Linked DNA regions of Anser cygnoides: region 1 is linked to region 2. A link is a contact called in public Hi-C data. All regions are on one chromosome and are shown on one strand. Each heading gives the region's core, a stretch centred on a gene start, on an enhancer-like site or on the middle of the called end of the contact. The rest is flanking DNA. Distances are from core to core; before and after follow the strand shown.

Region 1 (4,123 bases), core at 628-3,127, 150 kb after region 2:
ATGTTTATTTGGGGACTATGAAAACAGTTCGAGAGATTGAAACCTACCAGCAAGTGATCTAAAAAAAAAAAAAAGTTTCAATAAAACACGTGCCTAAGATTAAAAGCTCCCTGGTTTAAGCTCCCAGCGGCGCTTCGCTCTCGCAGCCAAGCTGAGGCAGGCAGCTCGCTGCCCGCTTCCCCACGAGGGGGGCAGAGGGCGCTGGGGGCGCTGCTCCCGGCCGGCCCCCGCCCCAGGCGGCCCCAGGGGGCGGCTTCACCTCTGTACGTGGAGGCCACCGCTCCTCGAAGCCGGCAAGCCCGGGCCCGGCGGCCGAGGCCTGCCGCCCTCCTGCCGCCATGCTGAGAAGGGAGGGAAGCTGGGGGCCGCCGGGCAAGGGAAGCGGTGGCTGCTGCAGCCCCGTTCCCGGCAGGGAGGAGAAGAGGAAGAGGAGGCGCGGTACCTTGATGGGCTTGGTGTCAGGGATCAGGCTGCGGCCGTGCATCTCCTCCATGGCCCGGCAGGCCTGCGAGCTGCGGGCGAACTTAATGAAGGCGATGCCGCGGGACTCGTTGGTGCGCTTGTCCCGCAAGAGCCAGATGTTCTGGATGTCTCCGAACGGGGAGAAGCGCTCCCGGATCAGCGCCTCCCCGGTGTCCTTGCCCAGCACCACGAAGACGCGGCTGTTGGGCGGCTCGTCCAGGCACTCGGCCGACAGCCGAAAACCGCTGCTCTCCTCCATGGCGTGGCCGCCGCTGGACTCCCGGGCCGCCAGGGCTCGCTGGCTCTTCTCGGGGGCTGGCGGGGAGCGGCCGCAGCGCCCTTTTCGCCGCGGAGACAACATGTCCTCCGCCCGCCTCCCCGCGCCCACTCGGGGCCAAGGCCCCGCCGCCGGCGGGCGGAGCTCGCCCCTCCGCACCGCCCCGTACCGCCCCGGGCGGCGGGGCTGGCCTGTGGGGCGCTGCCTGCGCTGCCGCAGGGGCGGCGTCACAGCACCGCGGCGTGGTGGAGCTGGGCAGGGACCTGTGGGGGCACCGTGTCGGCCCCCCAGTCAAGCCGGGCCACCTAGGGCAGGCTGGCCACGATCGCGTCAGCTTTGGAGCATCTCCAAGGAGGGAGGAGGCTCCACAGCCTCTCCGGGCAGCCTCTGCCAGCTCTCGGCCTCTGGTGTTTGTCCCTTGTCCTGTCACGGGGCACCATAGAAAAGGGCCTGGCTCCTTCTTGGCACCTTCCTTTAAGACATATATATATGTAAGTCCCGGGGCAGCCTTCTCCAGGCTGATCAGCCCCAGCTGCTCTCAGGAGAGGTGCCCCCGTCCCATAACCATCTCTGTAGCCCTTCGCGGACCCCCTGCAGCAGCTCCATGTCTCCTGTTCCGCGGGGAGCCCTGACCTGGTGCAGCACTGCAGGTGCTCAGAGGCAGGACCACCTCCCTCGTCCTGCAGTCACACTTCTCCCAACACAGCCCAGGATCCCGTCCTTCTTCTACACAGCCAGGGCACTGGCTCACCGTCAGTTTAAGCGTCCACCAGGTCGTTTCCTACAAAGCTGCTTGGAGAGTTCACCACATCTCTAACAGCTGGGTCCGAACGCAAGCAGCTCTCCAGCAGACCACCAGGGCATCCAGCGTGTCGCGGCCGTGACCCGAGGACGCCATTTGCTGGGGGCTCCCAAGCCTGTGCCTTGCTGCACGCGGGGCCTCCGGCTGCCGCCCGCCCCCAGCCTGCTCCTGTCTGCGGCGGAGCTCGGGGGCACCTCCAGCTCGGTACCGGCCATTGAACACGCCCCGCGGTGCCCTGCCGCTGGGACTGTTGCGACAGTTGCGACATGGCACGACGCCCGCTGCCGCCCGCTCCCGCCAGAACAATTGGGAGAGGCGGCGGCCAGGGGCGGCCTGCGGCGGGACCGTTGGGCGCTGGGCGCTCCCCGGCGGCGGCACCGAGCCGGCGGCACCAGCCCCGCCGTCAGGGCGCCGAGCCCTGGGGGAGGCCTCGGCGCGGAGGCCCGGTTAGCACTGGCCAGCTGAAAGGCGACAGAGTAAGAGGGGGTCTCTGAAGGGACGCGGCCTGAGCAGAACTCTTCGGTTTACCTATTGTTTTCTGAAGTTTCAAGCTGAAAGATATTACCACTTAAAAATCTGTTTGGAGACAAATCAACGAAAACATTTTCTTCTTCATTCTTGATAAGGCACTAGAAGAAGTATGGTCCATGGGCTGTAATCGCACACTGGGCACTTCACTTTCTAATTATACATTGAATTTATTATCTTAAAAAACGATGGTACCTACATAGTAATTTAAGTAGGGAAGCACGATCCTGTGGCTGGCTGTGGCTGGTCCTGTGCTGTGCTGTTGTCCCGTCAAGGCTTCTGCCCTGCCCGGCGCGGCCTCGCTTCGCGTGACGTGGAGTTTGGACGTGGAGTTTGGATCCAGTGTAACTGCTGACCCTGGCTGATGTGGCTGATGCAATTTGCCTTTTTGTGAAGAAAAACACAGCATTTGTCCCTTTCATATCGTGATTTCTTAAGTGTCTTAAGTAGTATGTTCTATCTTCAAATTAGGGTCTTAGATTAAGAACTCAGACAAGAGTCTTCCAAGATACACGTATGTTAGGGCAGAGCGGCTGTGGCTGTCGTAGCTGGCACCTTGGCATTTTCAAAATCGTGCTGCTTTCCTGTTAGCACAAAAAACAGGATTTCCTTTTTTTTTTTTCCTGGTTATGTGAAAAACTTCTGCAAACAGGCTGTGGGATTCTGTGTTGTTTTCTCAGCTATGCCAGTTCCTGGCTGGTTCTCACTGTGTGCTGAAGCACTGCTTTATCTGCTAGTCAACCGTGCAGACTGCATGCGGGAGAAAAAAAAAAAAAAAAACACTTCATTTTTTCTAGATAATTGGTGCCTGTTCACCACCAGCGGTTCTGTCAAGTAAATTTTAGCTGTTGTTTTATGAATGGATAAGGAAAACAGCATTTGTCTGCACTTTTGCAATTCTAGTGCACAGTGTGGTTATCAGTAACCATTCTAGAAGAATGAGGAAGGGAAGGGTCTCCTGTGATAGAGACTGTGCTGGTTCTTAAATAGTTCTGTGCTTTATCTAGATCTCAGATAGCTTGTTTAGATCTCAAGTAGATTTCTAAAGAAGGTACAGATTGCTTTGGCAGAGATGGAAACGAGTAGTAAATATAGTAAATACGAGTAGTAGTTTCTCTGCCACCAGACCAATGCTGCGTATAAAGCTCAGGTTCTCTGAGCTTCTGTCCAGTACTTTTTTCAGAAAGAAACATTCACCTCAGAAGAGATTTTTTTTAAAGACTAACTTTTACTAGAATAAATATCAAAACCCTGTAGTGGTTGATGAAGACTCTTTTTGAATATATTCTCTAGACTATTAAATTTTTAAAAAGTTAGAACTGAATGGTAAAAAGTAAACCTAACATTGTTCTGTAAGTCAAACACAGTGTGAAGCACGAATATCTTCTTGGGCAAATACAAAGAATCCACAGCTCCCTTTTATATAAAATTAATCACTTTATATTAGTGATTTATTACGCATTGTTGGTTTAGTTAACATTGTCTAACATGCATCTGTTGAGTGATTTTTAATTGGCTGATCACTGTATCTATACTGCAGTGAATTTCTGTCATTACTGTTGTTTGATCAGGTTGATTATATGTCTTTGAATACTGTGTTTGAACATTTCCCAATTGGCATGTCATCATCAATACAATACGAAGTTGTCTTGGATACAGCAAACATTGTTCCATTCTTGCTTTATTAGACTACAGATAGCTTGCCTCTGATTGCATTGTTTAGCAGTTTTATTGATTGCATTCTCAAGTGCCCCATTACTGAAGTTGTATATCTACAATGACCAGACTTCATTTTTCAGGCCTTTATACATTGAAGCCATCCTTTTAATTCCTTCTATCTGGATTTGTTTGGAAAAGGTGTTACAACACATTTTATACTTATGCACAAAAGCGTCCCTTCTGGTAAAGACCTAGTTCTTGTAAAATAACACGTTAAAACTGTTGTTTGTCATTGTTTGTTACTGTTTATATTCGGTTTTGCTTTTTTTTTTTTGTTGTTGTTCTTTTAATTTATCAGCTTTCCTGTCCAGCCCTCTGATTTTGAATTCATACTG
Region 2 (3,787 bases), core at 1,183-3,682:
GCAGTCATTACCAATTTTAACACCAATTCAGAAAGTGCAGGACCAGACCACATTACATCATGTCACAGTTCCAGGATAAGGAAATTATAATGCGTAACTTTATTTTTTTAAGTTATTTATTAGCTATAATGGTAAACATCTTTATCATTCAAAATGCAGATGAGTAATTAATAAGCAGATCCACATTCTCACAGAAAAAAAGAATGAAAAAAAAAAGTAAAAACACTGAGGGACCCCAGTTCCCACAGGAAAGATTTCAAGTTATATGTGCACACCACAACTTACACTACAGTAATATGCAAACAGCCATGAAATGACTGTATGGAAGACCCCGTCGTGTAAAACGCAGCTCAGAAACGCACTCGTGTTTGTTTTAAGCTATGTCGTGTTGCAAAACATCGACTATGTACTGTCCTTATCTCCTAAGTGCATGTCCATGTCAGTGCCTTTCTGAACAGTGTTATTCTGATAAAAAGGGACCCTATATGGATGATTAATTCAGCCTCATATTATGCTGGCTTTGAAAAAAACATCTGCAAGGGATTTAAAGGACCCCGGTGCCTCACAGAAGTAAGTAAAAGAACAAAGCCACTTCCTACTTGAATTTGGGCAAATAAAGTGTCCTGTATTCAACAAAATATTTAATACATTCCTTCACATGTCCTTAGATGAACATGTATTATTTAAGTAAGAAGGAGGAAACTAAATAATGTTTTCCACAAGCAACAATAACAAGCTTCTTTGCTGCTTGGCTTCTACTGTAAATAGTACCACAAATACCGCAGCCTATTTTTGGCTACAAAAACATATACCAGAGTAACAAGAAAGTTGATAACAACTTTGAAAAAATTCACTGATATGCTTTCTTTTTTTTTTTTTTAAAATTTGTTTCCCTCATATTCAGGCAATTCTGGGGAATTTCTGACACTATAATTTTCAAATGCAACTGGAGCAGATGCTGTCAGCTGGGCTACACACACGGAAGGAATGGTTCTGCAGTTCAGTATGTTAGAGGACTGCTGACTTTTAGTGGAAGTTAGCTGCATGTAAGTTTTCATCAAACACCACAAAGGTTCATTACCCATGACCTTTTACCTTTCACCGAATCACTTCTGGTCACAAAAATGGAAGTGAGAAATACCATTCTATTTTGAAAAGAAATTTGCACTCATTTTCATACATAGCCACATTTTTTTCCACTATGCTATCTCCCCGCATTCACTGTGAAGCAACCAAAATATCTTATCTAATAGCTATTTAATTCCAGCGCAAATATGGAATCCTTTCACTGGAAGGCCAGTATACGTGGACATGGATTTGCTCTGAAAAATACAAAACTACGTACATTTCAATTCCAAGCAAGCACACAATCCTTGCAGTGTAGGGCCTGCACTTTATAAACGCTCAGAACTGAGTTTTACACCACTCCACATTCAACACCTGAATTCACCGAATTTAAAAAACAGCACAGGCAAAGACCGAGAGGGCAAAGAAGGCACGGACACACTGCCAAAGCCGCCCAAGAGGCCTGGTGAGGCACAGTATGTGATCCGGCTCTGATCTGCTCTACAGGCACAATTACAGGATCAGAAGAGGAATCTTCTTCCCCTTGGAAGTACAGCCTGTCCACTGCTATCTCCAGGGGGAGGCGACGACTCTGTTACGACAGAGGGTGAACCAAACACCTCTGACAGCAAACGCAGGCCTTTGGTGCGCTTCTGCCCACAGCACTTCACAAAATACATTTACCCAGAATGTGTCCTCCAGAACCAAAGTTTGCTTGCATATTTCACAGGTTAGGATACAGACGCAGAGAGTCCAAAAAATTACCATCCCAAATCGGATCAAGAGAATCCAGGCTCGGTAAGCATTTAGCACCCAACATTTAAAGACCGAGCCCTGCGTGACTCCTCAGCCGCACGTGGGGACACCGGCAAGGCTAAGCGCCGCAAACATAAGATGGAGGGGAAAGATGCGACAGCCGCAACGAGCCGCACGGGGCAGCGGCCGCCCGCGGGCCGCCCGGCAGAGCCCCCGGCCCGGCTGTCAGCCCGCAGCCCCCGCCAGCCCCGGGTGCCCGGCGCCCGGCGCCCCTCACGCAGGCTCCGCCGCGCCGCAGGCCCGGCCGCCCCGAGCCGCCCCCGGCCCCGGCGCCGGCGCCTACCCGCCAGGTAGTTGGTCCACTTGTACAGGGCCCCCTCCATCGCTCACAGCCCCGCACCGCCCCGCATCCTCCTGCGCCGCCGCGGGGAAAGCGCGGCCGCCGCCGCCGCGGGGATGGGCGCTCCCCTCCCGACCTCGCTGCTCCCTGCGCGGAGGCGGAGCCGCTCGGCCCGGCCCGGCCCGGCTCGGCCCGGCTCGGTTCAGCCCAGCCCCGGCACGGCGGCGGCCCCGGCGGCGCCACCCGGCCGGCGGGGCGCTCCGCGCCTCCCATGCGCGCCCCCCCCGGCCGCTCCCCGCCGTCCCCCTCGCTTCCTGGGGCCGGCCCCGGGAGCCGGTCCGGCCCGCCCCGCCCACAGCGAGCCGGCCCCGCCGCGACAGTGCCACGCCGGCGGCCTGCGCGGAGCGAGATGGGCCGCGACATGATCCTGGTCCCCATCCTGCTCCTGCGCCTCCTCGCCATGGCCCCGTCGCGGGCCGAGGGCGTCGCGGCGGTGGCGGAGGAGGTTAAAATAGAAGTGCTGCACCTCCCCGAGAGCTGCGGCCCCAAGAGCAAGAAGGGGGACCTGCTGAACGCGCACTACGACGGCTTCCTGGCCAGCGACGGCTCCAAGTTCTACTGCAGGTGGGCGGCGGGGCCCGGTGTGCGGCGGGGCAGCTGGGGCAGCGTCTGATCCAAACCATGCTGACATCGATGCTCCAACCTCCCCCTCCCCCCCCCCCCCCCCCAGCCGTCTTTATTCTATTTTTTTTTTTCCCTAAGCTGAGCGTTGAAGGATTTCTGAAGCCAGCGCCTGGCGGTTTACTGGAAATAAGTCGTTTTGGACAAAAATGTCAGTACAGGCTTCTGCGTGGTTGGCATGGCGGCTGCCCCGCACCAGGCCGCTGTGGAGGCAGCGCGGTTGCCGGGGCTCTCCTCCTTGCACCCATCTTGCCGTTTAAGCGTACGCTTCTTCGCCTCGTCCCATCCGTCAGCAGGCTGTCTCTGCTCGTTTTGCTGAAGCCATTGTGCAAAAGCTTCGTTTTATTTTTAGTCTTAGTTTTAACAGTGCCTTGCTTTTCTTGTTGGCACATCCTCCTGAGAGTGGCAGGACTCGCTGCGCAGAGCTGCAGAGGGGAAGTCTGCCTTCTTCTGGCTCGTTGCTTGCCCATATATCACAGATCTGACAGGCATTGATGGGCCTAGTTTATTACCCAACCTTGATTCATCCCCTTACTTGTATTATTTAAGAAAAAATCAGTAGAGGATAATGGTACATTTAACTGCCATTTTACTTGCATTTTTTTCCTGTTGGAGTGGCTAATTTTGACACATTTAGTGCTGCCCTTTGACTTTTGAGCTGCTCATTCACAGCTCAGCGTAGCTCCCATAGTGGGGACACCTCCTATGAGCAGAAGCTGGCTCAGACACTGTTTTAAGTGAACAGAGCAGTGGGTGAGCACACAGCACTGTAGCCAAGCTTTCCACATTCCCCCAACACTCAGTTGTGTGCTCCATCCCATCCCATCCCATCCCATCCCATCCCATCCCACAGGGAGCTGCTGAAGTCGTTCTCACTTCACAGCAGTGAATTCCTCCCAGGTCTCCTCTCACAGACTTCCTGAAGTAACACCTTGTTTCTGGCAT

What was found. A called contact is a pair of places that touch in the nucleus more often than the background predicts.
Region 1: a Hi-C map of liver shows a contact between it and region 2, with 8 times the contacts expected there. The contact joins the promoter of LOC106030032 here to the promoter of FKBP7 in region 2. A contact is called at or near these places in 2 of 7 Hi-C or Micro-C datasets (both in liver).

Annotation. Positions count from the first base shown.
Region 1 is chr6:18,278,800-18,282,922 of Taihu_goose_T2T_genome, forward strand. LOC106030032 (cytochrome c, somatic-like) reads left to right here and starts at 1,878. Exons shown (of 3, transcript XM_013171595.3): 1 at 1,878-2,017. RBM45 (RNA binding motif protein 45) reads right to left here and starts at 1,763. Exons shown (of 10, transcript XM_048061583.2): 1 at 443-1,763. The coding sequence starts at 823.
Region 2 is chr6:18,126,738-18,130,524 of Taihu_goose_T2T_genome, forward strand. It overlaps FKBP7 (FKBP prolyl isomerase 7), which reads left to right and starts at 2,433. Exons shown (of 4, transcript XM_066999187.1): 1 at 2,433-2,785. The coding sequence starts at 2,433. PLEKHA3 (pleckstrin homology domain containing A3) reads right to left here and starts at 2,302. Exons shown (of 8, transcript XM_066999184.1): 1 at 2,165-2,302. The coding sequence starts at 2,204.